5 separate regions of the Mus musculus genome follow, and all the other regions are linked to region 5. A link is a contact called in public Hi-C and promoter capture Hi-C data. All regions are on one chromosome and are shown on one strand. The core of a region is the stretch at or near the end of the contact, and the rest is flanking DNA. Distances in the headings are between cores, read along the strand shown. Region 1 holds the start of Mroh7 (maestro heat-like repeat family member 7). Region 2 holds the start of Lrp8os2 (low density lipoprotein receptor-related protein 8, apolipoprotein e receptor, opposite strand 2). Region 3 holds the start of Echdc2 (enoyl Coenzyme A hydratase domain containing 2). Region 4 overlaps Lrp8 (low density lipoprotein receptor-related protein 8, apolipoprotein e receptor). Region 5 holds the start of Hspb11 (heat shock protein family B (small), member 11).

What was found. Promoter capture Hi-C pulls out the DNA fragments that hold promoters and counts their contacts. A called contact is a pair of places that touch in the nucleus more often than the background predicts. Capture Hi-C pulls out chosen DNA fragments and counts their contacts.
Region 1: a promoter capture Hi-C map of pancreatic islet shows a contact between it and region 5. The contact joins the promoter of Mroh7 here to the promoter of Hspb11 in region 5. A contact is called at or near these places in 4 of 39 promoter capture datasets (cranial neural crest, embryonic stem cells, hippocampal neurons and 1 more), 2 of 115 datasets of contacts at active chromatin or transcription factors (embryonic forebrain and embryonic stem cells) and 3 of 9 other capture datasets (adipose tissue, embryonic stem cells and pancreatic islet).
Region 2: a promoter capture Hi-C map of hippocampal neurons shows a contact between it and region 5, with 2.6 times the contacts expected there. The contact joins the promoter of Lrp8os2 here to the promoter of Hspb11 in region 5. A contact is called at or near these places in 3 of 39 promoter capture datasets (cranial neural crest, hippocampal neurons and stem cell-derived epiblast-like cells) and 2 of 115 datasets of contacts at active chromatin or transcription factors (embryonic limb bud and forebrain).
Region 3: a promoter capture Hi-C map of embryonic stem cells shows a contact between it and region 5. The contact joins the promoter of Echdc2 here to the promoter of Hspb11 in region 5. A contact is called at or near these places in 2 of 39 promoter capture datasets (cranial neural crest and embryonic stem cells).
Region 4: a Hi-C map of cerebellum shows a contact between it and region 5, with 2.0 times the contacts expected there. The contact joins the enhancer-like site here to the promoter of Hspb11 in region 5. A contact is called at or near these places in 4 of 39 promoter capture datasets (the 3T3-L1 cell line, hippocampal neurons, maxillary cranial neural crest and 1 more), 2 of 484 Hi-C or Micro-C datasets (B cells and cerebellum), 5 of 115 datasets of contacts at active chromatin or transcription factors (astrocytes, embryonic forebrain, embryonic stem cells and 1 more) and 1 of 9 other capture datasets (embryonic stem cells).

Annotation. Positions count from the first base shown.
Region 1 is chr4:106,726,492-106,732,007 of GRCm38.p6, reverse strand. Mroh7 (maestro heat-like repeat family member 7) reads left to right here and starts at 4,078. Exons shown (of 24, transcript NM_001126487.1): 1 at 4,078-4,253.
Region 2 is chr4:107,821,370-107,827,326 of GRCm38.p6, reverse strand. Lrp8os2 (low density lipoprotein receptor-related protein 8, apolipoprotein e receptor, opposite strand 2) reads left to right here and starts at 4,305. Exons shown (of 2, transcript NR_151515.1): 1 at 4,305-4,393. The region is part of intron 2 of Lrp8 (low density lipoprotein receptor-related protein 8, apolipoprotein e receptor); the gene reads right to left.
Region 3 is chr4:108,163,616-108,169,226 of GRCm38.p6, reverse strand. Echdc2 (enoyl Coenzyme A hydratase domain containing 2) reads right to left here and starts at 3,790. Exons shown (of 10, transcript NM_026728.4): 1 at 3,566-3,790. The coding sequence starts at 3,698.
Region 4 is chr4:107,855,144-107,860,317 of GRCm38.p6, reverse strand. Lrp8 (low density lipoprotein receptor-related protein 8, apolipoprotein e receptor) reads right to left here. Exons shown (of 20, transcript NM_053073.3): 11 at 4,513-4,740; 12 at 3,343-3,461; 13 at 2,998-3,137; 14 at 1,555-1,696; 15 at 234-386. Among named protein-coding and RNA genes, the nearest start is that of Magoh, 22 kb to the left of the region's middle. Within about 2 kb of position 2,852, at least 20 of the 459 cell types and tissues checked have an H3K27ac peak or open chromatin away from gene starts, as enhancers often do. A contact at or near this core is called in cerebellum, where this site is marked.
Region 5 is chr4:107,249,755-107,255,590 of GRCm38.p6, reverse strand. It overlaps Hspb11 (heat shock protein family B (small), member 11), which reads right to left and starts at 1,688. Exons shown (of 6, transcript NM_028394.3): 1 at 1,596-1,688. It overlaps Lrrc42 (leucine rich repeat containing 42), which reads left to right and starts at 2,058. Exons shown (of 8, transcript NM_029985.2): 1 at 2,058-2,316.

The DNA.
Region 1 (5,516 bases), core at 2,829-5,328, 530 kb after region 5:
CTTTGTTCAGTGAGCCGTATCCCCAGCCCCACAAAGTGCTAAATCTACACCTGGTCATATGAACCCTCATTAAGAATTCATCAGACATAACACAGTATGCTAAGTCTTCTGCATGGATCTAATGCTATAGTACAAAGGCTGAGGCAGGAGGATCATGAGTTAGCCTGGGCTATGGAGAAATCCTGTCTCAAAGAACAAAACCAAACCAGGGCTGGTGGCAGATGCCTTGAATCTCTGTACTCCGGGGCCAGTAAAGGGGAGACCCCAGGTGGAGCCAGACAAGAGACGCAGCTTCTGGCCACTGGGACCAAGGCAACCTGGTTTATGGCTATATATCATATCTAGTGCCTTCAATAAACTAGCACATAGCAGCCTCCCAGACATTCACCTTATGGAAAGCCTGTGCCTCTAATCAGAGACTACTCCTCTTTAAACCAATTAAAGTAAGGCATCTCCTTTATTTTGCACTGGGCATTAAGAAATATCTATTGGACCTGGAAAGATGGCTTGGCAGTTAGGAGCAACTTCTAGACGTCCTGAGTTCAATTCCCAGCAACCTCATGGTGGCTCACAAAGAAGGGGTCCCGGCATCAGTGGGGAGAGATTGAGGCCTTTATTGTCAGATAAATTCCCTTAATCCAGTAGATAGGTGACTGGAAGAGAACCATGCCTGCCCTGAGGAACAGCAGCTGGAAACCTGGACAAGGGCTGGGGCTCCTATGATCACGAAGACACGTTTTACTATAAGAAAAAAAAAAAAAAAAGGATTTCTGGGGCTGTATTTTAGTGGTAGATCACTTGTCTGGTGTGCAGTAAGCTCTGGGATAAATTCCCAGGCTTGCAAACAAATTAAAAATGGAAGGCTTTAACAAGCTAAGCCTGGTGGTGAGAGCCTGTAACTGTGGCTACCAGGAAGGCTGAGATCCATGTTCACAGGTTCATGGGCTGTGTGGGCTACAGAGCGAGTCCAGGTCCAATCCAGGCAACTTAGACTTTGTTCCAAAATACAAAGTAAAAGGAGGGCGGGGGAGCAGCTCAGAGGTCACACGCTTCTCCTGGCAAGCGAGCAAGCTCCCTCCCGCTGCATCGAGAACTATGAAGAAGAGGAAACCACTTATTCAAAGACAAATCTGAGTAAGCATGGCTTGGGAACGTGGGTTCAAGTTTCCCTAAATCAAAGTCTGCATGGATTTTGGGAATGGCAGAAAGGGTATCATCGTATTTATAGAGCGCAGTGAAGCTAGAACATGGTAAGGTCCAGGGTAGAGGCTCTCCGATGGTCTTCTTAGTGTTAGAGCTGTTGGGGGGCTAGCTGTGTCAAAGTGATATTTTCTAAGATTTTCGTGGAAAAGTCAAGAAGATGTTGAGACCCGTATAGGAGGTTGATAGTAAGTGGCTAGTAAAAGAGCCAGGCATGGTGGCACATGCCTTTAACCCAGCACCCAGGACGCAGAGGTAGAATGAACCAGGCATGGGGGCACACACCCTTAATCCCAGCACCCAGGAGGCAGAGCCAGGAGCATAGCCACTTCTCTCCCTCCTATCTCCTTTGCTGTGTGTATCTCTCTGGAGTTCACTATGAAGACCAGGATGGACTTGAACTCACGGAGACCTGCCTGGCTCTTCTCTCAAGTACTGGGATTAAAGGCATGCTCCATCATACCCAGAAATAAGGGATATTTCTCCTTTTAAAAAAAATTTTATTTATACAAGTATACTGTAGCTGTCTTCTTTGTGAGCCACCATGAGGTTGCTGGGAATTGAACTCAGGACGTCTAGAAGTTGCTCCTAACTGCCAAGCCATCTTTCCAGGTCCAATAGATATTTCTTAATGCCCAGTGCAAAATAAAGGAGATGCCTTACTTTAATTGGTTTAAAGAGGAGTAGTCTCTGATTAGAGGCACAGGCTTTCCATAAGGTGAATGTCTGGGAGGCTGCTATGTGCTAGTTTATTGAAGGCACTAGATATGATATATAGCCATAAACCAGGTTGCCTTGGTCCCAGTGGCCAGAAGCTGCGTCTCTTGTCTGGCTCCACCTGGGGTCTCCTGTGTTTCACAGTCACAGCAGAGGACCTGTCTGTTGTGTGAGGGGTGGGAAGGAAGTTGCAGAGGAGGCTGATCTCACAGTGACAGCATCCGCACCGTGATGGGAAGGACCTCTCTATTTTGTAGTTCGTGGGATTGGATCTGGGGCCTCACAGATGGTAGGCAAGCTCTCTGCCATAGAACTTAACTCTCAGCTCCTTTTACCTTGTGTGACATCGTCTCACTTAAGTGCTAAAGTGACCTCAGTGAGACGGCATCTGGTGACCTTGCCTTTTTTTGAAGCCCATTCAACACATAATCCTCCTGTCTCAGCCTCCTGAGTAGCTGGGATGACAGGTCTGTGTGTCTAGGGACAGAAATGCACTTTATAGATCAAGCTGGCCTTGAACTCACAATCTTCCTAGCTCTGCCTCTCAAGTGTTGGGGTTATAGGTATATAAAGAAGAACTTTATCATTATATGTGTGAAGGTGTTTTTTCCACAGCTATGTCTATGTATTATGTGTGTGACTAGTGCCCAAGGAAGCCAGTGACAGGCATCAGTTTCTCTGGAATTAGAGTTACAATCATTGTGAGCCACTGTATGGGTGCTGGGAATCAAACCCGGATCCTCTGGAAGGAAGAGCAGTCATCAGTGCAGTGAGCTGCCTCTCCAGTCCCAGGAAGGACTTTTCAAGGCCAAAGAAAACCTAGTTGTGTTTCTAGGCTGTGGGAAAGGAGGAGGGAGAGGAGAAATTCTGGCTGACACCAGGTCCTGAAACAACAGAAGGGAACAAAGGAGCTGGGCCCTGGTGTGGGTAGGAGCAGGAAGGGGCAGGAAGGGTGAGCCCAGGGCAGACAGGAGAGCATTCCAGAATGCCAATCAGGAGCTGGTGAGATGCAGAGCCTGTGAGATGCTCAGCTGGTAAAGGCACCTGCCACAAGCCCGATGACCCTGGGACCCATCTGGTGGAAGACAGAATGAGTTTCAGCAAGTCTGAACCCATGTACTGGAGTCATGGGTATTATAATGTGCATACACACACACATGCACACACAGAATAAATAAATGTTAAAAAAACAAACAACATGCCTATCATTCACTAATGGGAGCTAAAGATGCTGGGGACATTGAGCCAGTCTGATGAGGCCAGTCCTTGGACAGCCTGTCTCTGAACAAAGGATGTCTTACATCTAAGAATACCAAGGCTTACTGACTTGAGTTCAAACAAGAACAGGACCTCATGCGTGCATAGTGTCACTCTCATTTTGTGACTGGTGCTTTCAAAATGTTTCTATCTTTTCCTAATCATTTACTGACTGCTCATCATTAAAACCATGTTCCCGCCAGGCAGCAGTGGCACATACATTTAATCCCAGCACTTGGGGGAGCAGAGGCAGGTAGATTTCTGAGTTTGAGGCCAGCCTGGTCTACAGAGTGAGTTCCAGGACAGCCAGAGATACACAGAGAAACCCTGTCTCCAAAAAAAAAAAAAAAAAAAAAAAAAAAAACACCAAAACATACAAAAAAAATTTAAGCCATGTTCTTGGAAGAGATAGCCACTGGACCTTACTGTCCTTACCACAGAATCTAGGTCACACAGGGTATGTATCTCCGGGCCCTGTCCTCCACCCCACCCTGCTCCACATATTATCAGTCCTTGGATGAAGCAAGGTGGGGCAGGAAAAAGATCAAGGACTTGGGTTCATTGGTGTCCTGGCTTTTGATCTTTCTTGTCACAGATTGCCTGGCTCCAAAGCACTTGTCATCCTCCAAATAAACAGAGGTATAAGGTCACAGGAGATGTTCTGGGGTTCTTTGAAGGCCCCCTGAGAATCAGCCTTCATTTGAGTCAGGTCGTGCCTTAGTGTAGTGGGAGTCTAAAGATGTATCTTTCTCTTTTTAAAGACTCCTTTGTTCCTCTGCACTATGTGGGCAGGAGCAGGAGTCTTATTGGCTGGGGGGACTTCCGGATCATGGTGACCTCACAAAGACTATAAGCCCGGCCTGGGCTGGGCGGGGAGCCCAGGTAAGCGGAAGGGTGGTTTTGGGACAGTATCAAGGGTAGGGTCAGCCTTTACGGCCTCCACAAGGCAGTTACTACCTAGACCCCCAACCCCCCCACTAGGTAAAAATCTCCTGTCTGGCTCTAAGTCCACAGTTCTTACTTCATACCTTTGGATTAAAGTTGAATTTTCTGTTGCCATGTGGATGCCCCGGGTGGAGGTAACACACCAGGAGCTCAAGGCTCACAGAAAGCCTTTTTGTCTTGAGAGCAGAGTGTGGGAAAACAGGGAAGGTGAGGGGGAGAAGAGTAAGAGCCAGAGGGGATGCCACAGACCAGGGGTGGGGCGGGGTGCAGAGGACCTGGGGCCAGAGCTGCTCCTCTGCTCACCCAGGGAAGGATGGGGTGTGGATGGACGTTTGTGGAAGGCAAGGTGTGTCCCAATTGGCAGAGGGAATAGGGTGAGAATCTGGAAGGTGCTTTTCCCACTAAGAGATCCCTAGAAATCCCTGTGGTGCTACAGGGGTGGGGAGTGACGGTTGAGAAGCCATCTGCTGGAGACTTTACACAAATCACTAGCTCCCTGAACAGTCCCAACTAACGTGCTATTTAATGAGGGCAGCGATACCTATTTTGAAGAACATTCATTCATTCATTCATTCACTCTACCTCCTGAAAGCTTTCTGAATACCTGCTCTGTGCCAGGCACTGCTCTATGTTACAGAAAAACAGGAGTAGTAAGAGAGACACCCACTTCATTTTCTAGGATGGAGACTAAGACAACAGAAAGAGCCACTGATATAGAGGGGTTGATCACGGGAAGAGGGTTCCTCAACAGCATTTGGGATCTCGGGAGGATTTTCTTGGGGAGGGAGTCATCAAGCTGCTCTGAAATGGGACTGTTAGGTCTGAGGTAGATGAAGGGCTTGAAGGTGAAGCTGAGGGGTCTCATGGGAAGGAGAAAGGCATTGAAAGGTTCCGTGGCAAGAGAGGAGCCAACACACTGAGACACCAGAGATGTTGAGAATGGCTGAAAAGTGGGTTCAAGACCTGGGCAGGGGGTGACTGGGCTGGAGAGATGGAGGGACTTGCCTGTGGCCTGAAGGCCCTGCTAAAAGAGACCCAGACACCCATGTGCAGACTCCTCCCTGCCATCAAACTGCTGTCATCCATAGGTAATACTGTCTGGTTGCTGGTAAGATGTTTTCCTTTTTAATGGTGTCTAGGCTTGGTGATGCATACTTTCAATCTTAGCTCTCAGTTGCTCAGGCAGGGGGATCACCACTTTGAGGACAATTTAGGTTACATAGCAGTTTTAAAGGCAGCCTGGATTGCATTGTGAAACCCTGTCTCAAAACAAAACAAACCAAACCAAACAAAACAAAACAAAACAAAAAAACAATCAAACCAACTAGACAAACATAAAAAGAAATAACACAACTGCAACACTTTTGGTTATTGTCTTTAGTGTTTTTTGGCATGAA
Region 2 (5,957 bases), core at 3,056-5,555, 570 kb before region 5:
TAGTTTCCTCATCTGAACCAACCTCTAAGGACTCCCTCCAGCTGATGTTCTAGACAGTGGCTCTGAGACACATAGGCTGTGATCTCTGGTGTGCTCCAAGGCCCTTCAAAAGGGTCACTCGGGGCTTCCCACAACAGGCACCTCCTTCCAGATCCAGCACAGCCCAGTTGGTGTTGGATACTCTCTGACCCCGGTCTGGCTGTCACCAAGGGAAGTCCAGGCTCTCACTGGGGTATGTGGGACTCCCAGTCGCCACAGGAAAGATGAGCAGCTCTGAGTGAGACGACAAAGGCATCTTCCTGTCCCAGTGATTTGTAGAAGCAGGCAGTATTGAGCCAGTGACAGCTGGGGGTGGGGGAGGGTACAGAGGGAGACATGGATGGGATGGGATGGGATCTGTAAGGGTCTTAGGCTGGTGCCTGCCAAGTAGCCAAACCCAATGTTGCTTGCAGACACGGGTGCACACCCCATGAACACCGTCCTTTAAGGATCAGATCAGCCCCGTCCTGGAATGTGGACTGCCCACCTGGCACTAGAATTGTAGGTCCCAGGAAACAAACTCAGGGCATCCCCGAAGTCGAAGCTTCTTGGGTGCAGGAGGCACGGTTGGGAAATCCTTTTAGATCAGGGATTCTAGCCCAGGGTCCTACGTGATTCCAACTTCACAACTGCCACTGGGGCAGAGGTTACCTGACTTGTTTCAGTGTCTTCTGACCAGAAACCTTCCTACCTAAGCCCAGACAGGCCACCCGAAAGCTCTAAGGGGTCTGTAGTCTGTGGTTCTCTGTCTGTCTGTCTGTCTGTCTGTCTGTCTGTCTGTCTCTGTGTCGCTCTCTGTCCCTCTGTCTCCCTCTCTGTCTGTCTGTCTCTGTCTCTCTCTCTATTACACACACACACACACACACACACACACACACACACACACAAACACACACACCAAGCCTGCCAGGTCCCTTACATTCAGGAACCTGCTCTTCCTGCCACAGGCCTTCTGACAGGAGGAGAGGCAGCTCTGCCACAGTTTAGAAGGTTCTAGATTGCATTCTAGCCCCACTGCCAATATACTGAGGGTCCCTGCACAGGTTTCTTTAGGCTTAAGGCCCCATCAACTGCCAATGGAAAGGCCAGAGTTCCCAGAACAGAACTCGGCATCCAGTGGCAAGGAAGCCAGGCCATAGAAGCCCAAGGACTCCCGGGTGCAAAGGAGTGAAGGATGGAGGGCTTGGGTACCACTGTGCTGGTGGCTGGCAGTGCCCTCACCTGACAAAGCAAAAACCCAGAGGATCCCTGCTGGAGTGCCACCCCTCAGGGGGTGCTTTTCCCACCCCCACCCCCAGCCCCAGCAGTGTGCATAGGCCAGCTCCAAGGGGAACAGTGGAAGCCCGGTCATGCAGTTCCACACAGCTCACCATCTATCAGCACCACACAGAGGTATGCCTCGCAGTGTACAGCTTCCACGCTGGAAAGACTAAGGAGCCTCTACCAGACAGGACCAGGCTGAGTAAGCCATCCTAGAGGCTCAGCACACGGCGATACACACATGGCTCACCACCTTCCCCAGCTGGAACCAGAGAAGCACACCCTCAGCTGTCCAGTGCAGTGGAAAAGCTCTGCGGACTGGAGAGGTCCACAGAGCCAGGCCTGGGCTGAGGCAAACCTGGGCACTACTCCAGGTGGCCTCTGGCTTCTGGGCGGGGTGGTACACTGGATAGGTCCCTTACCCCCTGTAGTTCAGTCTCCTCCTCCTGTAGTCATCAAAAGAGAAAATGCACAGTTTGCCCATGAGCCCAATTTAAGGGCTTGCTCCAGGTGCCTACAGGTGAAAGTGAAGGGGACAGATGGGGAGTTCTCCAGCTGTGGGCCAGCATGTCCAACTTCCAGAAGGGAGGGCAAGTGTCTGTTAGGGTGGCAAGGTCAGCTGAGTCCAGGGTTCAGGTAGATGCCCAAGGGATGGAGCGATGGGCCCTGAATGCAGGGACAACTGAGGAGCTTGGCTCAGAGGTGGGGACCAAAGGGGACACAGAGATGAGGGGGAAAAGTCAGCTGAGCTCAAAGGAACACATCAAGGCAGACGTTCCTACCCAGTCTGTACTAAGCTGAGGTAACAAGGACCTCCCCAGAGCAAAGTCCGTAATCAAGAATGGGACAAGACAAGGGTCTTAATTAGAGGCAAGGGGGTAGGCTGGGCATAGGGGCATGCATCCTTCATCACAGCCCTTAGGAGTCAGAGGTGGGTGGATTTCAAGGCCAGCCAGAGATAGTAAAACTGCCCCATCCCCTCACCCCAAAGATGCAAAGGTGGAAGAGGACACTCACTTGCCCTCTCTGGCCAGCTTTAGGGCATGGACACCGAGCCAGGGAGGGAGGGCTGCCTAAAGAGGAAGCCTTTAGTTGGACCTCAGAGAAAGGGGTGGTGATAGAGCGTGAGTGCTCTCTCGTGCTCTCTCGTGCTCCCCCCCTTTCTTGCTCTCTCTCTCACCCAAATCTCTTGTGTTTAGTGAGACTCCAGCCACAGCTGTGCAGCCTTGGTGACACAGACAAGGTCCCAGGAGGAAGCTGTACCATGATGGATGAATTCATCTCTCAGTCCCTCGGTTTCCTGACCTAGAACACAGGGCTAACATTTTGGGGCGAAGCGACTTTGAGGCACCATCAATGCCTTCCTTCTGGGACTCCAGGGAGGGCTGGGCAGCCTTCCTTCTGGAATGGCTGAGGGCTCAGATGGACAGGAGACATGTGTGGCTCAGGTCCCATGAAGTGCTAGACAGAGACCAGGCCACGCAGGGCACGACAGGCAGGCAGGACAAACCTGGAACTTGGGCCTTGGAGGCAACCTGGCTCAGTCCTCAACTTTATGAACGGAGAGACGATGCCAGAGAAGCTGGGGCCAACCTGAGGTGACATTTCTAAGGTAAGCTTAGCAAAGCAATTCCTCCCTCACAGGACCCAACACGACAGAACTAAGAGCAGCTGAAGAGATCAGGCAAGAGCACTGGGAGGTGGCTCGGCTGATAAAGCGCCTGCTGCGTAAGCAGAACGGCCTGATTCTGCTCCCCTAGAACACATATTAAAAAAACAAGCCACGTATAACCCTAGGAGGGTAAGGGAAGACAATAGAACCCAAGAGCTTACTGGCCAGCCAGCCTAGCCAAATGTATTTAACATTCAATGATAGACCCTGTGTAAGCACAGTATGCATGTATGTATGTATGTATGTATGTATGTATGTATCTATAATCCATCCATTTATCCATCCATCCATCTATCTTTCTATCTATCTCAGAATCAAAAAGGAGCCACAGAACCACAGATTCAACTCTCCATGTTCCAAAATAAACATTTTAGAGTCTCAAAACCCCAAGCTAGACTGCTCAGGCCCTCTGGGTCAGAACGTGGGACACTCGGCCATCAAAGACTCTCACAAGCAAGCTGCAGAAGCCCAGAAACTCTCGTCATGGGATCTAACCCAGGTGCCAGGAGCAGTAGGCATGGCCACCCCTCCCCCACCGCAGGCCCAGGAATCCCGTTCCCACCGCTGACATATGGCCAGTCTGCGCAGGCAAGAGGCTGAAAGCTGTCCCTTCTGAACAGGGAGGGAAGTAAGTTCTCAACGGGAGACCCCCGCTTTGTACAAATGGATTCTTCACCCTCCTTGTTCTTTGGCTCTGGTCAGAAAGATTCCCAGGGCAGTGGCAAGAAGCCAAGCGCTGCCACGAAATGACTTTAACCAGCAGACAGGCTGGTAATAGGTTTCGGTGGGAAAAAGGCAGGAGCGGGGTGATTCATTCCAACTTGCTATGTGATAAAGAAAATTAAGGCATAATACTGCGGAGGCAGTGCCCCTGTTAACCTGTGCGGAATACCAATTACTCCAAGCTTCTCAAAATCGCTAGAAATAAAAAGAAAACCCCAGAAGAGTGTGATTGTGGCCCAAGGCTCATCTGGATTAGGGCTGTTTGTTTGCCCTGGCACCCTAATGATGAGAGGGAGGGAAAATTCCCCGTTACCTTGGAGACAGCGATGCCAAAGCGGGGGTGGGAGAGGAGAGGCAAGCCCACGTGCAGCCACTGATCTGCTTGGCAAGTGCTTAGGGTAGAGGGATCCCCAGGTTCACTCAGGGAGGGCTGGGTGCAGAGGCTGCTAGGCCTCCCCTTGTCCTTCCCTCTACGGCACCTTCAGTGCTAGGTGTAGCATACGGGAGGGGCTGCAGAGAGAACATCTGGTGTATTGCATGGATGCATCACCTGTCAATTTAAAAACCTATGGCCTATAGGAAAGGGTAGAAGAGAAGGTGGGACATCCGGGAGGCAGAAAGAATTCTGGGATAGAGCCAGGCACGGGAAGATTCACAGGGGAAGATGTGACGAGGGGGACACTTGGTGCCTGAGCCCAGGTAAGCAGCCATGTGGCAGAATGGATTATTACAGTTATGATCTAGTCAGAGAAGAGCCTAGCTATATGGCCAATTTATACTTTGAGTCTGGATCTTATTTCTGAGAGCACGGGGCTGGGAGGAAGAACCAGACCTAACTCACACAAGGACCAGTTTCACTCATCCTACTCGTAGGAGAGTCTCAGGTCTGTACTGCTGGAAGCCAAGAGAATCAGGAGCAGAAGGGGGGTGCTTACTGTGTGCCAGGCACCTGCCAGGTACTGGTGAACTCTGAAGTTAGGGAAGACTTCTGGGGGAGGGGGAGGGGGGAGGGGAAGCGGCGGGGGCAGCCTCCCTGCTCACAGGCCTCTGGACCACATCTCACAACTCTCGCTCCTTATACAAGCTAAAGATACCAACTGCCTTGAGCCAGCCTGCTCCCCAGTAAACCACCCCTCTATGGCTTGCATGGAGGTGAAGCCACCTATCATGCAATCATTGCTTGCACTACAGAACAAATTCACTCCCCTCCAAGTAGCCAGTTCCTCTGGGCATGGACGTTTGGGAGAGTCTCGTCTACTGCCTGCTGTGGTCTTCCTCCTGCCAGGAGCAGGTTAGAGGTCCCAGAGCTTAAATCCTGCCTCTGCCCCTATGTGACCTCATGCAGGCTACTTGCCTGGTATATATAATGTACTCTTAGATGAGGAATGTGAGACTTGGCCCTGACCATGGAGTGATGGCCACCACACTGCTCCTTAAGGTATACAAAGCCTATTACATATAGATCCTCGCTTGACTTGGTGCTGAGAAATGAACCTAAGGCCTCACGCATGCTCTAAAACTGAACGACACTATCTATCTATCATCTATCCATTTATTTTGGAGACAGGGTAGTAGATCACTCTGTCGCTCAGGCTGGCCTTAAGCTCACTGTGTAGCCAAGGACGGTCATGAACTTCTGACCCTCCTCCTACTTTTGCTATCATGCCTGATATCATGCAGTGCTAGGGATTGAACCCTGGGCCTCGCGCATGCTAGGTTAGCACTCTTCTAACGAGCAACCTGTCCAGTCATTACTTAGTTCTTACAGCTCTCCTGAAGTTCAGAGAGGGACAAGATGGCCTACATCACACAACGAATGAGTAGACCTACTAGGTCCAGTGCTCTCCAGCAGCTCAGGGTACTTCCTCTAAGGAAGGGGCTACAGTGGGAATTCAGAGCTTGATCCTGGTCAGTCCTGTGAAATAAAGAGGAGTACTCTTTCAAGAGCCTCTCTGAGCCACCGTGAAACTCTAACAGCATAAAAGATGCCTAAGGCATAAATTACCGGACAGGGCAATAGCCTGGGGGAACAGATAAAACCACTACAGGGAGTCCAGAGACTGGGCTCCAGTCCTGTCCCTCCATCCTGGCTCTGTGCTTGGATCGGCCTGGGTTTCCCCATCTGTCAAACACAGCACAAGGATTCCTGCCTCCTTCCCAATGCCAGTGCATACCTGCCAAACCTAGCTCCATCTTGCCTTCTGCCCAGACAGTCTGTGATCACTACCTCTGCCAGGAAGGCTCAAGAGGCCGCTGGGCACAC
Region 3 (5,611 bases), core at 2,541-5,040, 910 kb before region 5:
AAAAAAAAAAAAAAAAAAAAAAGAAAAGAAGAGAAAAGAGACCCAAAACAAAGAGAAAAGAGACCCAAAACAACCGCCCCGGACCCTGACCATGACAGCTCCTCTCCTCAGCTTGTAGTAATCATCTTCATGGATCTTCTTCCAGAAAATTGTTACTCTTAATATTATGTGGTGTTGTAACCCAGGCTGGCCTCCAACATGCTAGGTGGCCAAGAAGGGAATCTTGAATGTCTGATGCTGCTGTCTCTAACTCATAAACACTGGGATAACAGACAAGTGCCGCCACACCCAGTTTACATGTGAGTATGCCACCAACTGAGCCATATCCTCAGTCCCAGAAAACTTACTTACCGGAGACAGGGTCTCCAGAGTATCCCCAGCACACCTGGAATTCACTACGTAGATCAGAGATCCATCCACTTGCCTCTAGTTTTTGTTGTTTAGAGGCAATGTCTGATACAGCTCAGGGCAGTCTTGAACTCCTGATTTCCTGTTTCTACCAACCAAGTACTGGGCTTACCCGGTTATGTGGTTATGTCAGCAGTAAGAGGTCCAATCTTTTGTTGTTGTTTTTATTTTTTGTTTGTTTTGGTTTTCAAGACAGGGTTACACTGTGTAGCCTTGGAAGAGATCCAATCTTTTGAATCTCAGGGGTGTCTCTGCCAAGCCTGACAATTTAAGTTCATTCCTGGGACCCACATAATGAAGATTCGGAACCTTCACGTTATCCTATCACGTTAACACCCAAAATGCATGTTCCTGGCTTTGTAGAAATCTCTCATGCCTGGGAGAGGGCTAGTCGGCTCCCTGCTTACGAGTTTACTTCTGGGGAGCCAGAAGTTGCCAGCAGACTGACTTCAGGATAGGTCCAGTTGTTCTGAACAGTCCACCTCAGGATCACTGTGGGGAAATGCCACTCCAGCATGAACTGACGTAACCACAGCTGCTGCCAAAGCCACCAGTTTCTGCTGCGGATCTTCTCTAATCAGAGCTGTCTCAGGCTATGCCAGCTGGAAACTTCACCTATTTTCCCTGTGACCAGGTTTGCAAGCTCCTCAGCAAAGCCCTCCTCTGACTGCCCCTCTTGGCTAGCAGGCATAAGGCCTTACTAGAAAATCGCAGGGTTACTACTGGGAAGGGTGAAAGACACGTGTTGTTAATTACATTGGAACTCATTTATTAAATGATGCCTTTAATCCCAGCACTGAGGAGGCAGAGGTAGGGGAATCTCCAGGTTCCAGGCCAGCCTGGTTTACATACCAAATTCCAGGACAGCCAAGGATACACAAAGAAACCCTGTCTCAAAAAAAAAACAAAGAACCCAACGAGAAAACAAACAAAAATTACATTTACTTACATACTATCTATTGTGTGTGTGTCTGTAAGTGTGTGTGTCTGTAAGTGTGTGTGTGGGGGGGGGGGTAATAGGAAGCCAACTTGAGTGAGCTTGGTCTTTGTTTTTTACTCTGGATTAAGCTTGGATCTTGTCAGGTTTGGTGGCAAGGGCTTTCCCCCCAAGCTGTCTTGGCATTTCATGTGTAATATGGTTATTGTTGTTAAGCACAGGCTTTATTATTATTATTATTATTATTATTATTATTATTATTATTAAACACAAGTTCTCAGCAGGTAGCCCTGGCTGGCCAAAAACCTGCTATGTTAACCAGGCTGGCCTTGTACAATTGGAGATCCACCTGCCTCTGACTCCCAAGTGCTGGCATTAAAGTGTGTGTCTCCACGCCAAGCCCCAGGATGCGATTCTTCATTCTCTCTCGCCCAAAGGCTTTAACCAGACTCCAGGGTGGGGGAATCCTTTCTCTTCCTATATTCCCATAACTTTCCCTATCTGTCTATTCTGCTTTCCGTGAGACACTGGTAGTACTTCCTGTCTGCCGAAAATGATGTGCAGCAGGGTGTGGTGGCGCACACCTTGGATCCCAGCATCCCGAGGCAGAGACAGGCAGATTTCTGAGTCTACAAAGTGAGTTCCAGGACAGCCAGGGCTATACAGAGAAACCCTGTCTCGAAAAACCAGAAAAAAAAAAAAAAAAACCCGATGTGCACCACAGAGGGTGATGTATCCATCAGCAGGAAGGTGGTGGTTTAGATTTATTCAGAAAAACAGCTCTTTGAAATTTGGTGCAGGCCTTGAAGAGATGCTATAAAAAGCCCAGTGCAATGCCATCTGTGCAAGTGAAAATTGATTCGAGAGGCCAGCAAGACCTCCAAGTGGAGGCTGGAAAGATGGCTCCACAGATAAGAACACAGGCTGCTCTTCCAGAGAATCTGGGTTCAAGTCCCAGATCTCATATGGCCGTTCACAACCCTCTGTCACTCCAGTTCTGGGGTAAGAACACCTCTTCCAGCCTCCACAGGCACTCATGTGATGCACAGACAGAGAGGCCAGCAAAGGAGATAAGAAATGACCTTTTAAAAAATGTGCCCAGTGGCAAATGTAACCACTCACATTCAGTAATAAAAATAGTAAATAAGGGGCTGGAGAGATGGCTCAGAGGTTAAGAGCACTGACTGCTCTTCCAGAGGTCCTGAGTTCATTTCCCAGCAACCACATGGTGGGTCACAACCATCTGTAATAGGATCCGATGCCCTCTTCTGGTGGGTCTGAAAACAAGAGACAGTGTACCGACATACATGAAATAAATAAATAAGCCAGTCGTGGTGGCGTATGCCTTTAATCCTAGCACTTGGACTTGGGAGTCAGAGGCAGGCGAATTTCTGTGTTCGAGGCCAGCCTGGTCTACAGAGTGAGTTCCAGGACAGCCAGGGCTACACAGAGAAACCCTGTCTCAAAATAAATAAATAAATAAATAAATAACTCTTAAAAAAAAAAAAAAGTAAATAAGCGGGACAGTGGTGACACACACCACTAATCCCAGTACTTGGGAGGCAGAGGCAAGTGAATCTCTGAAGTTCAGGGCCAGCCTGGTCTACAGAGTGAACCCCAGGACAGCCAGGGCTGTTACACAGAGAAACCCTGTTTTGTTTTTTGTTTTTGTTTTTGTTTTTGTTTTTGGGGAGGGGGAGACAAATAAAACAGAAGAACAGGAAGAGACAGGAACAATACAATATCCAACATGGGAACGGAGATGGGATGAGGTTACATTGGAGAAGGATCCGCACCCAGCTAACGCACCTGAGGTCCAAACAAACATACCCACGCTTCACAGCGTATTTTTGTACAATAAAAGACCTTGCTGCCGCCGATGGTTGTGAAGTTTCCCTGTGTGTCCGTGGACCCTGTGGACCGTCCCTCCCTCTCTGGTTGTCCCCTCAGGTCCAGCCAGATTTGCTCCGCCGCCACCCCCACCCCCCACCCCCGTCCCCGATCATTGCCAAGGCTCTAGAGGGAAAAGTCCTGGCTAGCACTGTTGTCCTGATCTCCTGGCGCACAGCCCTGCTCCCAGCTCTCCTCTCGGCTCCACACCTCCCCGGGCCTCTAGAGAGTTTGGGGAGCTCCCCTTCTACCCTGGGAGCCCTGAGATCCAATCCTCCTGCTCTCCCGCCTCAGTCTTCCCATGTGTTGGGTCTCAGCACACAACTTTACCTTGGTTGGGACCTGTCAGAGCCTGCACTTGGATTTCGGGTGTCCTGGTCGTCGCGTGAGAGGCGCAGTCCCGGGCCCCCGAGAACCTCCAGGAGCACGGGAGGCGCAGCGCGCGGGGCAGTACGCGTAGCATCGGGGAGCAGGCCGGCAAGGTGGCGCGGAGAACGGGACCTCCTCGGCAGAGCTGGAAAATCGTAGTTCCGGGGCGGGCGAGGCCTCGCCAAGGGCTCCACCTACGGGCGGAGAGAAAGGTGCGGCGGTCCGCGAGCCTGCAGACCCCAAGTTCAGCTCCTTCGTGAAATCTGGGAATGCTGCAGATTTAATCCGAATGCACGGCTAGGAAGGTGGTGTCCAAAACTGAATGTGTTGTGTGCACTTTCTTCACGTGTACCCTCAGATCATGTCATTTCATCAGTCACTGTGGGGTGGTCTGCACCCACTGACAAGGTCTGCTGTCCTAGAGGCTGTAAGATCGCGTCTGGCCCCTCCCAGTTTAACTAAGAACTTTGGCTCACAGTTATGAACTGCCAGTTTCTGTCCTCCACCGGCCACCTAGCCTTCCTTTGCAGAGGAAAGAAGGGCAATCCAGGGTAAATCAACCAAGCATCTGGGGTGAACAGTCAAGATATGGGTGCTTTGTCAGGCCATCTAATAGTAAAACTCAAGCCACTGATTTTCGTATGTGTAGGAGCAGCGGGAGAAGAGTGTCTCCGTCAAACAGAACCACAAACAGCCAGAGATCATTCGTAGCTACGCAGTGATCTGAAGACCACCCTGTGGCAGACAAAACGAAATAACACAGCAAACTATACAATCTATTTTCAAACTGCTAAAAGGAAAAACAAAAAACAAAAAGACCCAAAACCCTGTTTGTCAAGAATCCCACGTTTAGCAAACTGAAGAAGAAGCTGGGTGCTATGACTTTAATCCCAGATCTCGGGCAGATTTCTGTGTTCAAAGCTAGCCTAGTCTACATATTGATTTTTGGGTCAGCCAGGGAGCTCCACTGAGACGCTGTCAGAGAGAGAGAGAGAGAGAGAGGCAGAGAGAGACACAGAGAGAGACACACAGAGAGAGAGAGAGAGACAGAGAGAGAGGACAGAGACAGAGAGAGAGACAGACAGAGAGAGACAGAGACAGAGTCAGAGGAGAGAGAGAATTCTTGCAGACCAGGAATGGCTATGTGAATATCAGACAAGATGACTTTGTCTATCTTTATGTTGTGTGAAGGGTTTGCCTGTGTACCACTTGTGTGCCTGGTTTCCAGTGACAGAGAGAGGGCAGACAGTCTTTGCTTTTTTAACTGGAAAGACAGGCAGATTGCTGTGACTTAAAGGCAGCCAGGGTTATTTAATCAGACCCTGACTCAATTTTTTAAAGTCTTTTAATCTAAAAAAATTATTTGTATTTTTTGTGCATGAGTGCTTTGCCTATGTGTGCATGTGTACCACAAGTTAGCCTGGAGCCCACAGAGCCATAGAGGTGTCATCTGAAACTGGAGTTACAGACATTTGTGAGCCATCACGTGGGAGCTGGATATCGATTAAGGGTACGTGCAAGAGTTACAAGCTCTAGACCCAATTCACATTCAAATTCGATGAGTTTGTTTCTAGTGCTAGTCAGAAGGACTGGCAGTTCTTAGTGCCAACAATGTGTGCCTTGCAGAAGTGGAGGTTAGGGAGGTTCTAAGGGCAGACATCAGAAAAGTATGCATTACAAAGATCCCTGGACCTCAGAGCTGCATGGGAAAATCCTTCCTTCCTGATACATAGTAACAAAAGGCATTTCACCCCTCTCCCACAATGCTAAGCAGACTTTACAGAAGCAAAGGCAGTTTGTTAATGCCTCACAGTCCATTATCCTGTTCTTTCCGTTTGGTTTGGCTTTTCAAGACAGGGTTTCTCTGTGTCGCCCTGGCTGTCCTGACTTTCACTCTGTAGATCAGTGGCCTTGAACCTGGAGATCCTCCTCTGCCTCCCAAGGGTAGGTTTTAAGGGCGTGGGCCACCACCTTATGACTCCACTTTCTTTTTCTTATCACACCTGA
Region 4 (5,174 bases), core at 1,603-4,102, 600 kb before region 5:
ACTAACTTGAGGTTTTCAAGGGATTCCAGAAACTTCCTGAAAGTTGAATTTAAAATATTTTATGCACTTTGCACTTTTCTGGGAAATGGGAAAGCCTTAGAAGGTGCCGTGACTCATGCATTCAAGTTAGTGTAAATAAGACGAAAGTGCAAACGTGAGAGGCAACCAGGGAAGACGGAGGAAATCTGGAGCATACTGTGTCCTGGGAGGCCAGGACAGCGTCTGTCACTAACCTCGGTAGCATCTCTTCATGTCTGGGCCCAGCCACATCGTGTCAGGACAGGCACACGTGTACTTGGGGGAGTGGCTGGAGATTTGAGGAGCAGGAAGGCACAGGTATTCACAGCCGCCGTTGGGCTGGGCACTCAGGTCACAGGCATCTGCAGCTAATGGCAGGGGGAGGGGCAGACAGACAGCGTGTTGGGAGATTGACAGGCCTCACCAGGTCCTCTTGTCTACCAATAATGAGATCCCACCAACTGGACTTGCTCAAAAGTCTTTCCCTACTTTTATTTGGGGACATACCAGCATAGTACTTGGGACTTTATTGTCCCCCCTCATTCATTGTTACAGTTCTGAGAAGTGGGTATTACGGTCCCAACTGACAGAGAAGCCTACGCTCAGAGAATATATGTACACATTACAACGCTAGGAATTTTGGAGGCAGACTTTAATTGAGGTACATCAATTCCCAAACTAAAACTACCCTCTCCCCCACTGTGCTTGCCTTGTTTGTTCCTCCTCTGTGTACCTGCTGTCATGGCTTTCTTTTTCTTTCTTTCTTTCTTTCTTTCTTTCTTTCTTTCTTTCTTTCTTTCTTTCTTTCTTTCTTTCTTTCTTTCTTTTGGGTGGGGAGGGGGGGGATTTCAAGACAGGGTTTCTCTGTGTAGTTCTGGCTGTCCTGGAACTCACTCTGTAGACCAGGCTGGCCTCGAACTTGGAGATCCACCTGCCTCTGCCTCCTGAATGCTGGGATTAAAGGCATGCACCACCAATGCCTGGCGCTGTCGTGACTTTCTGCTTTAAATCTCTAGAACTAGAATCAGGCACCAATCTTATCTTCTTGCCCCTCTTTGTTGTCTCTGTTACCCTGGCAACCAACCCCCATTACAGTTGGTTGTGACAGCCGATGAGACAGCCCTGCAGTATGATTATTCGACCATTTCCAGTAAGCCACCTGGCTAACTGTGAGGCCTTGAGTCACATGATTTCATAGTACTATAAAATGGGTGCAAGAAGTGAGCGCGCACTGATGTGTCACAGAGGAGCTTGGCAATCAGGTAGACTGAGTTTATATTTTTGTTTTCTCTCTCCAATTTCAGTTTCCTCGGCTGTTCAGTGAGATATACAGTAAGTACCTGTTACAGTGGTGGCAAGGCTAGGACACTTACGGGATTATTTGTTCCTAGCCTTGCTTCACACCGAGGCTGAAGCAGAAGTGAGACAAAATACAGCAACACGTTCAACAACAAGAGGGGTCACTGTATTCCTGGGGATGCTGGATGAGTGGCAGGAGAGGACACAGGCGGTGGGAACCGGGGAAGACTGACTTACCCTTTGGCTGCTTCAGCTCGTGGAAGATTACAATGTCATGTGGGTTATTGAGGTTCTCGGCCAGGATGGCGATTTCCAGGCCATTGAGCCGATTTGCGCTGAAAATGGCCTCATTCTCCAGGTCTGTCCAGAATACCTTGTCCTGTGGAATACAGATGTAAAGGACAGGAAGGCCAGAATCCAAACTCCATCCCTAGCCCCAAATCAGGGTCTCAGCGCTATCTACCCTGCCCACAGGTTTTCAGAGGACTCTGCCTCTAACAGTGAAGCAAAGTCTCCTCGCTCCCTTGTCTTAGATGATTACGTGATGACTCTGAGTTGCTGAGCTAGGCTTACTTCCTGGAGCCAAAAGAAAACCAAGGTTGGATGTCTACAGCTGGCACCATTCCTGCGGCTTGGGACTAAGATCAGAAGGAATGTGTGAGATCCTGAGGGCTAGTTGCTGTTGAGCCTTCTGGGAGGAACACACAAGTCTATATGGTTAGTCCATAGAAGACTAGACACGCATCTGTAGGCAATCCACAATTGCAGGTGCAGCCATGCATCTTGTCCACAGATCCAGACACACCCGCACAAGTCCATCTAGACTCCTAAAGACATACTCATGCTGAAGGAAATACCTTTCAGTGTACATACACATAAAAGCACACACAGGAACATACGTGTTTACTCTGGTGCATGTGTGCAAACTCATGCACATACACATACTTTACACATGCCAGGGAGATGCTCACGTACACATACATAGACTTGAAGCAGGGGCTAGATTTAGAGGAGATACTCTGCACTCAAGTTCAAACAGTACTGAATGAAGCTGCTCTAAGAAAAGACTGCCAATTTCCCACCACAGACCACCACCTCCTTACTCTGCCTTCCCTTGATGGCAGGGTTAGTCTGTGTGTAAGAAACTTTGGTAGGTTCTGGCTTCCTTATTTCCCAAAAAGAAAAGATGTTAAGGTCAGAGCAGATGGGCTTTGTGATTCTTTTCCTTCTTGGGAGCTTCCCGAGGGCTTGGGTAGGGTCTAGTTTACTTCTACCACCCCAGCCAGGACTTAGCAAAGGTCAACAAAAATGAGCCTAAGTGCATAGCATCTCTCAGGGTGTGCCCTACAATAAATGATTCTAAGGACATGCATCTTCCATTCTCCCTGCCTCCTTCCGTATGTGAGATACAGCGCTAGATGCTGGGCATGTGGAGAAGAAGTGAATTGCTTCTGTGACATTATCTGAACGAGGCTCTCGGGAAGAGCACAGCAAAGGCTGCCAGGCAGACTGGGCAGCTGGCCCTCCGTGGAGGCTGCTCTTGGAGTCTATACAAACCTGTCAGCTGGCTTCCCTGTTCTTTTGTTTCCCTTTGGACAAGTCTGGAAGCATCCTATTTGAACAAGCCTTCTCTGGGTTGCAGCTTCCCGATAGGGCCATGCCTCCCCCTATGGGGCTCACCTCAAATACAGCAACCCCAAAAGGGTGACTCAGGAAGTCAGTGGAGAAGATCAGCATCTTTCTGTTGCCTCCATTGAAGTCAATGCTGGATAGTTGGTGCAGCTTGGAGTCCACCCAGTACAAACGCTGGCTCAGCAAGTCTTGGGGAGGAGGGATCAGGTCAGACACCAGTTACTGCAGCTGCCTCTCCACTCCACTGCACTCCCTACCCACAATTCCCAGCCTAAGGGAACAAAGACACTGGCCACCACGAGGGGACTCTGACTCAAGACCATGGGGCGATGTTAAGCTGTCAGGATCATTTCTAGTGCAGGCCCCCGACTCACGTAGACAGGCAGGGCTCACCCAGGGTGATTCCATTGGGCCATTCAATGTTGTCTGAAACCAGTGTTTGCCGGTCTGCACCATTGAGCCCAGCCTTCTCAATCTTTGCCTGGAAACCCCAGTCAGACCAGTACATGAACCTGAAAGGCAGAAGAGCCCAAATTAGCTTCTTGTTTGGGATAGTTGGAGTAGTCTTAGTCGCAAAGGCTCAGCGATCCACTGAACAGTTAGGAATTATATTTAATGGGCAAACTTCTGAAATTTTTTGGAACTATCAAATCTTAAAACAGGCACTTTAACCTTCATCTCATGAGAGCCTGGGGAAGCTCAACTTGCCCATAATCCACGCAGTCTCAGCTGAACGGCCTGTGAGCTCGGCTCTCACTGGGTGGCTCTAACCAGAACCCTAGAGCATCTGTGTGGGAAGGGCCCTTACACAGCTCTCCCGATTACAGAGACGAAACTAAAAGACCATCCTAACCCAGGTCCCTGCTCCTGGACCCGCATTTCTACTAAGGATCACAGCAGCTCACTGTTGCTAATTCACCCTTTCATGAGGAAGGAAGAAGGAACATTTCCACTAAGGGAGGTCCTAAGCCCCCACCCAGGTGTGGCCAGAGTAAAGTAGCCTAGGTTAAAGGGGCTCACAAGGGGCAACAAGGGTGGGGCTGGGGAAAGATGAGGAGCTAGGAACAGAGCAGCCCCAGGGACCTGCATCCTTCAATCTTTCTGGTTGTACTGAGTGCTTATGTAACTCCCACTGGGGGAAGTTATAGGGAGACAGATTTGCGATTATGAGGAAAAACACCACTGTGTAATGGGTAGGCACCCCACAATGAAATAGGAACTATGAAAAGGAATGAGTTCTCTGTCCCCTAAAATGATTAAGCAGCTGCCAGATACCGATGGCCTCTACCTCTGAAGCTTCCAGGGATCTCTAGTCCTGTAGCATTCCAAGACACGCCATTTCAGCGATACAGTGAAGGAGCCAAAGAGTTCAGGGTGATCTCTGGTGACTAATGCCCGATCCCTTGGCTGAGGACAAATAGGATGTGGGCCGCTTGGACTTCCTTCCCTGTGTCTGTCTAGAAGCCCCACAGACTTGTAGAACCTTTGACAGCTCTCATAACAGACACATGAGAACTGAGCCCCTGTGCTGGTGGAATGGAAGGTTTCTGTGGGGCTACTCACCCTCGCAGGGGGTCAACGGCAATGGCTCGGGGCTCACTGAGCTCACGGCTGAAGAGAGTACAGCGGCGGCGTCCATCGGTTGTGGCCACTGAGATGGTCTTATTGCCTGAGTCTGTCCAGTAGATGTGCTTATGGACCCAGTCCACCGCCAGGCCCTCCGGGGAGTGCAGCTGCTCATCAATGAGGACCACCTGCTCGTCCGGGATGCTGGCCTTGTCCATGTGGGCGCTTAGGAGAAAGCAGGGCTGGCCATGGGCAGATGCTCCACCCATGGGCCCACGTGGAGCTGCCTCTGCAACCCTCCCCTTTGTCTTCTCTCTGGGCCACGGCAGTGGGTTCTAGAGGAACTCGACTAATCTCCACTCAACACATTCCTTAAGTCACCAGGGTAGAGACACGGACTGAACCAGCTAGTTTCTGGCCTGGAGGAGCTCAGTTAGTGGGGGAAGAAGCTTGCAGGCAGGTACAATGCAGTGTGGAAGCTACGGCAGCAGGGAAATGGAGACTGCACCATTCTGCAGAGTGGGAGAAGCCTTTGTGGTTGAGTCTTGAAGGACTAGATCACCAGGGGCACAGAAGGTGAGACCAAACATGCCGAAACCAGCACATACAAGTGCAGAAGTGCGCACATTTGGAAAGGAGGCAGGGTTTGGTGTGGTAGG
Region 5 (5,836 bases), core at 439-2,938:
GGGCCCAGGCACTTATAATGCTGATACAGCAAGCTGATCACACACACACACACACACACACACACACACACACACAACTAGTGGCTGGGTGCTAACAATGTGATTCACACCTAGAGTACGGTGCTCAGTTCAGAACCTCTCAAAGACATGATTAAGGTCCATACTGTTCGGGGCAGATTAAAAAAAAAAAAAACCAACTCATAAGCATGCTCCTCCAAATGAATAAATGTAATAAACATTTTTTAAAACTTCCAGTGCCCCCTCCAGTTATGCATACATTAAAGATGTACATCCCCTGCAAAAGGTTGACAAAATTGTGGTGTTTTTATATTTTCTAGTTTTACTATCAAAATTGGTGTGAATGTCTCAAAACAGGTAAATACAGGATATATATCTCATGTGGATAAATAATGTATAAGGGAGCATAATACATTTTCAAAAAAATTACAAGTCAGGGGTGATGCCCCATATACTGTGTAGGTCAAGGCTGGAGGATTAGAAGTGAGTTTAAGGTTTTCCTGGGCTAGAATAGACCTGCTCTCAAAAAACCAAAATAAATAAAAGAGTTACCATCTAGGGAAATGTTCTCATATCTATGTATATAGTAGATGAATAAGATACAGTGTGTTCTCTTCAAATTTTCAGGTTTTTTTTTACCTTATTCTTAAATGATCTAAGGAAAAAGCAAACAAGCACTTTAATACAGTGAATATAAAGCACTTTAATAAAAAATGAATATACCTGAACTACCAATATCTGTTCTTTAAAACCAGGGGCAGAGATTTGGCTTTCATTAAGGTTTTGTTGCAGTTAATGAGAAAGAGGCAAACCAATCCCAAGAAACCCATAAAACCACCCAGCAGACATGTTTCCACACAGCTCCAAGATGGAGGTTTGAGAGGCAATGCTTGATCTAAGCGAGGATGAATACCCTCAGGGACTCTCTACCAAAGTGGTAGTAGGCTCTAGGACACCATCCATCCTTCTGGGTTTTACAGACAGGGACGGTGGATTCCCTACCCTTTCCCAGGGCCATTGATTTTCTCTTTAAATATACAGTGTAGCCCTTTCTGGTACTTCTTTCAGAAAACCTCTGGGTCACGTCCTGGGTTGATTTTCTCCTTGACCAGCACCTTTGGGTCTGTGTGCTCTTACATCTGCCTGCCCCAAATCCTTTCCTACAGCATCCACTGGTAGCTCTGGTGTAAATTTAAAACCGGTCATTCTCTTTCTCCCATAATGGCAGCCCGGACACAGTCCTCTCACCTCCAAGACTCAAATAATTTCAAATAACGTAAATGCACCCACATTGACTTTAAATATTATTCCTGTTTGAGGTTGGACCGTGCTGATAATGTGTTACGTTTGGCATATTAACTGTCATTTGTAATTGTTCTTCCTTCTGAGGGTCAAAGCATCATTTCAGGGCACTAAAAGTTCTTGGGGAGGGGGGCCTAGAGAGAGGCCAGGCCCTAATCACTCTGTTCTCTCCCAGCGACATCGCTGCTCCACCCGCGGTCACCCGCCGCGCGTCTCCTCACAACCGGTTCCTTCCCGCCCGCAACCCTCCGCCGGCCTCGCCACCGGGCTCCCACCTCTTCGGTGCCCGCCCACCGTGCTGCACGGACCCGCTCGCCTGGGCCTTGGGTAGCTCCGCGAAAGGACCGGGTCCGCTCGCGATCCCCGCCCGTCACGCCCCGCCCGGCCCTGGCCCCGCCCCGCCTCGCTTCGCTTCGCTCCCGCCCCGCCTCAGCCTCAGAGGAGTTCCCAGGCGCGCGCCCTGCGCAGCCCCGCCCCGCCCTCTCCTGGCAGGGGCTCCGCCTAGAAGCGCCACCTCACTTGCGCGTCTTTCCTCAGGACTACCTTTACATTGCATTGCCTCGGGGAGGTGGGGGGGCCTCCAAGAGATCTCGGGGGACATGCCCTCGCGCGGGCACGCACACGCACGGCCCCGCCCCGCCCCTTTCACCCTTCCTGCGACCGCCCGGCTTTCTCAGCTCGGCTGTCCCAACCCACTCCCGGCCCCGCCCCGCCACATGCCCCGCCCACTCCAGATCAGACCACGCCCCTCATGCCGGCCCCGCGCACGCGCGCCTACCCAGCCGAGTTCTTTTCCCCCCCCACCCCTCCCTGCTGGTACCTCAGTCCCGCGGCGCCAGGTCGCCCCCAGCCCCTCCCTCTTGCCACCCTCTGTGTGTGTCCCACCCTCACGGGCTTTGTGGCCTAGGTTGCCGAGCCGCTTCCCGGTCAGCCGCTCAGTGGAGGAAGGAGCCGCCAGTGAGGTGCAGCCGCTCGCTGCCCCGGGCAGGGGCACAGGTAGGTGGCGGCCGCGGGCCGGGCCGCTCGCCGAGCCTCAGGCAGCGCGTGGGTGCGGGGGCGGAGTGTGAGGGGCTGGGGGAGGGGAAAGGCCCTAGGGACGAGGTAGAGCTCGCGGTGGGAGGGGTGGGAGGATGAAGAGGTAGGGGTGCCTGAGGTGGGCTTAAGGGTGGGGTCCGCGGCGTCCCGGGTTAGACTGAGGGTGTGTGAGAATTTAGGGTTCTGGGCGGGAGAGGGAGCGGATTTAGCTTAGGTGGACTTGGGGAGAAGCTTGGGTGGGAGTGCCGGGAAAGGGGGAAAGAAAAGGGGTTGAGGAGTGCACCAAGGGAAGGAGCTAGGGTTGGAATAGGGGGAGGGGTGGGGCGGGGGGGGGCAGGGAAGAAACTAGTTGAGGCCGTGGATTGGGAAGTTGGAGATAGTGAGGCGTGAAGAAAGGGGAATCTGAAGGTTGAGGACGCAAAACCGGGAAAGAGATGGGGAGACTAGGGTGCTAAGAGGAACCTCGATGGTGAGAGGAAGACTCGTGAGGAGGGAGAGAAGGATGGGGGCTGGAGACGGGTCGCTAGAAGACAGGTGGAGGCGGGGTTGAGTCTTTTGAGGGGCACGGGAGAGTCTGGGATGTGAGGAAGATGGGTAGAAGATCTGGGAGTGAATGGGGAAGGTTAGAATTTGGGGGGTGGGGGACTGAAATTTTTTCTGTTTGAAAAGCTAAAGAGTGGGTAAAACTATCAAGATGTGGGAGAGATTAGCTTGCTCTTGGACAAAGTATGGGCCCGGATAGGACATGAGTTTCTGCAGTTTGGGGGAGAAGGCAGGTAGGGAAGTGGCAAGTTACAGGGAAAAAAGAAGTAGTGGGAAATTGAATAATGGCGGTGACACAGAACAATGAAGATGGATTGTTAGTTGGTTAGAGATACTTTGGAACTACTTTCTCTTCGGATTTCTTCCTATGTTAAGAAAAAGTCTTTAAAAACCACTACATTTTCAAATGAGCCAAAGGTGTCTGCAGTCTTGAGATGAAGGTAGTGGGTTGACAGATGTTTTCCTGGTGTGTGGATATGGCGGATTTCTGCCCTGGCAGAGTGAAGGGGGAGCGCTTCATCCTTGAGTGAGCCCTGGTTCTGTTTCCACCCACTCTTCCTCAGATGACCACTGTTTTTTACTATAGTCCCTGCCCTCTTAACTCCCAGTTTGAGCCATTGTGAGTTCCAGAGAGATCAAATGGCCGGTGATGTTAATTTTGAGTGTTTTAAGAATATTTTTAAGGCTGATGTTGTATTTTTATTCTTGAGATACAAGTGGGAAGATCTTGTGCTTTGGAATTACACAGACCTGTGATTGAATTCAGGCTCTCTCACTTAGGAGTTGTGAGCCTTAAGTTCCTTCATTTCTCTGAGGCTCTTCATCCATAAAGTGGCAATACTGACCTCATAGGATCAGTGATTGCATGACATCATTTTATGTTGTACCTTACAGTGCTTGTTAGCTTGTAGGTATATAAAAAATGGTAGCTTTCAGTCACATCTGGAATCATTATTGTTGATCATTATTTTGGCCTACTTATTCTTAGAAGACTGATTTATTAAGGTTAGGTGTTCTTTCTGATTTTTGGTTTTGGTATTTTTTTTCCTGAACCATAGGCTCAGCTCACAGTTTTAGCACTATTACCCTGATGCCTCTCTCCTCTTTCCTCTCTTTGTCTGGAATAATTTTATGCTTTTTGCTTGGAAGCTGGATTCAAGGTTTTAAAACTTATGTTTGGTTGTCAATTATTTTATCCTTCTCTCATTTAAAGATGTTTTACAGAACTGAATTTTTAATGTACCAAGGTTATATTTCATTTATTTGAAGAAATGATATGCTTTGTGCTAACTTTAGCTTCACTAATGTAATGTGAATGCACTGCTGTACATTTTTAATGCTTTGTAATGCTTAGGTAGATCACAGAGCTGTTTCTCTGTAGTGGGCTAGAACACCGCCAGTCAGCCAGTCACTCTGTTAATCTGACCCATAGCTGCAAGAGATCTACACTGAACATTGTTATCTTGCAGATACATGTTATCTTAACTTTCCAGTTTAAAAGAGCACTTCCAACCTTCACACCCCCAGGCAAGAAAAGGCTCTTGTCTTTTAAGGGGCCAGTTTGTAGAGGCCAACATGAATAATAGTGACGGGCAAGCAATATCCAGGAGAGAAGCTTTACCCTTTATGGTTCTTAAAGTTGAAAGTTCAGACATTCATTTAATCCTTAGATCATTTTATAGTACATTACAAACTTCAGGAAGTACTTTATTGGAAGAATGCAGGATGTTTTAAAAAAAAAAAAAAGGTTACCATGCATGATTCCCTAAATTAAGAGTAGTTCTTCAAATAACTGAAGAAAGCAAAGCCTTGGATTATTGCCTGGACAAATGATGTAGATATACTCTTCAGTAAATACTGAATTTTTACATCATTTAAAAAGAGAATACTGTTTGATAAGTAGTCTGAAGATGTGATTTAGTCCTCACTGTGCCCCTGTTTTTGAAGGGTAAAGTTGCCAGGAGGGGCAGAGTAAGGGATTAGCATCCAGACTCTGGTCCCACGCTACTTGTGCCCTCTGCTGGATGGAATCATACTTCTAGTTTTCATGAGACACTGTCATCCATTCATTCCGTTTTACTCCAAAGTTTGTGGGACGTTAGAGAGGAGAATTAAGAGCAGTGCAAATATGTAAAACCTGGGTTTTCGTCTTTCTGTCCTCCTCATCAGTATTATGGTGTGTTGGTCCATTAAGATACATTATCTTCATAGGATTTGCCCTTCTGCTGTTACAGTTAGATTGTTAGGCTAGGTGTAGTGGCTTATGACTGTAATCCCAGTATGTGGAAAGCCATGGTAGAAGGATCTCTCTGAGTTTGAAGCCAGCCTGGACTACATGCTAAATTTCTGGCCACTCTAAAATGGTGATAATGATATGTTTTCTTTCCTTCATTTACCCACTTGATCATTTCTTGTCTAGCAAATAATTTGTTTTTATGCCATACGTAGTATTTACTTTCTGATACCTAGGTAGAGTAGGCTCTGACGTTCTAGTCTGGTTTTGTTTTTTGTTTGTTTGTTTGTTTGTTTTTTGAGACAGGGTTTTTCTGTGTAGCCCTGGCTGTCCGGGAACTCACTCTGTAGACCAGGCTGGCCTGGAACTCAGAAATCCGCCTGCCTCTGCCTCCCAAGTGCTGAGATTAAAGGCGTGCACCACCACTGCCCAGCTTGAGGTTCTAGTCTTAAAGATCAAAGAGCATTTTCTTTTTCTCCAGGTTAGGATTAAGGTCTGTGAGGTCGAAGGGGCTAAATGCTTGCCCTGCTGAAAGAAGCTTTTATAGCAAGTGGGGAGGGCATCTTTTCAGCAGCAGCCCTTAAATGCTGGCAAGAATATGAAGTGTAAGAACTGGCACTATGACAAGACTTTAAAAAAAAAAAACTGGTTTTTACTTTAGTTGTTTTGTCCTCCCTCCCCCACCCCCCACATAGTACCAGTAGC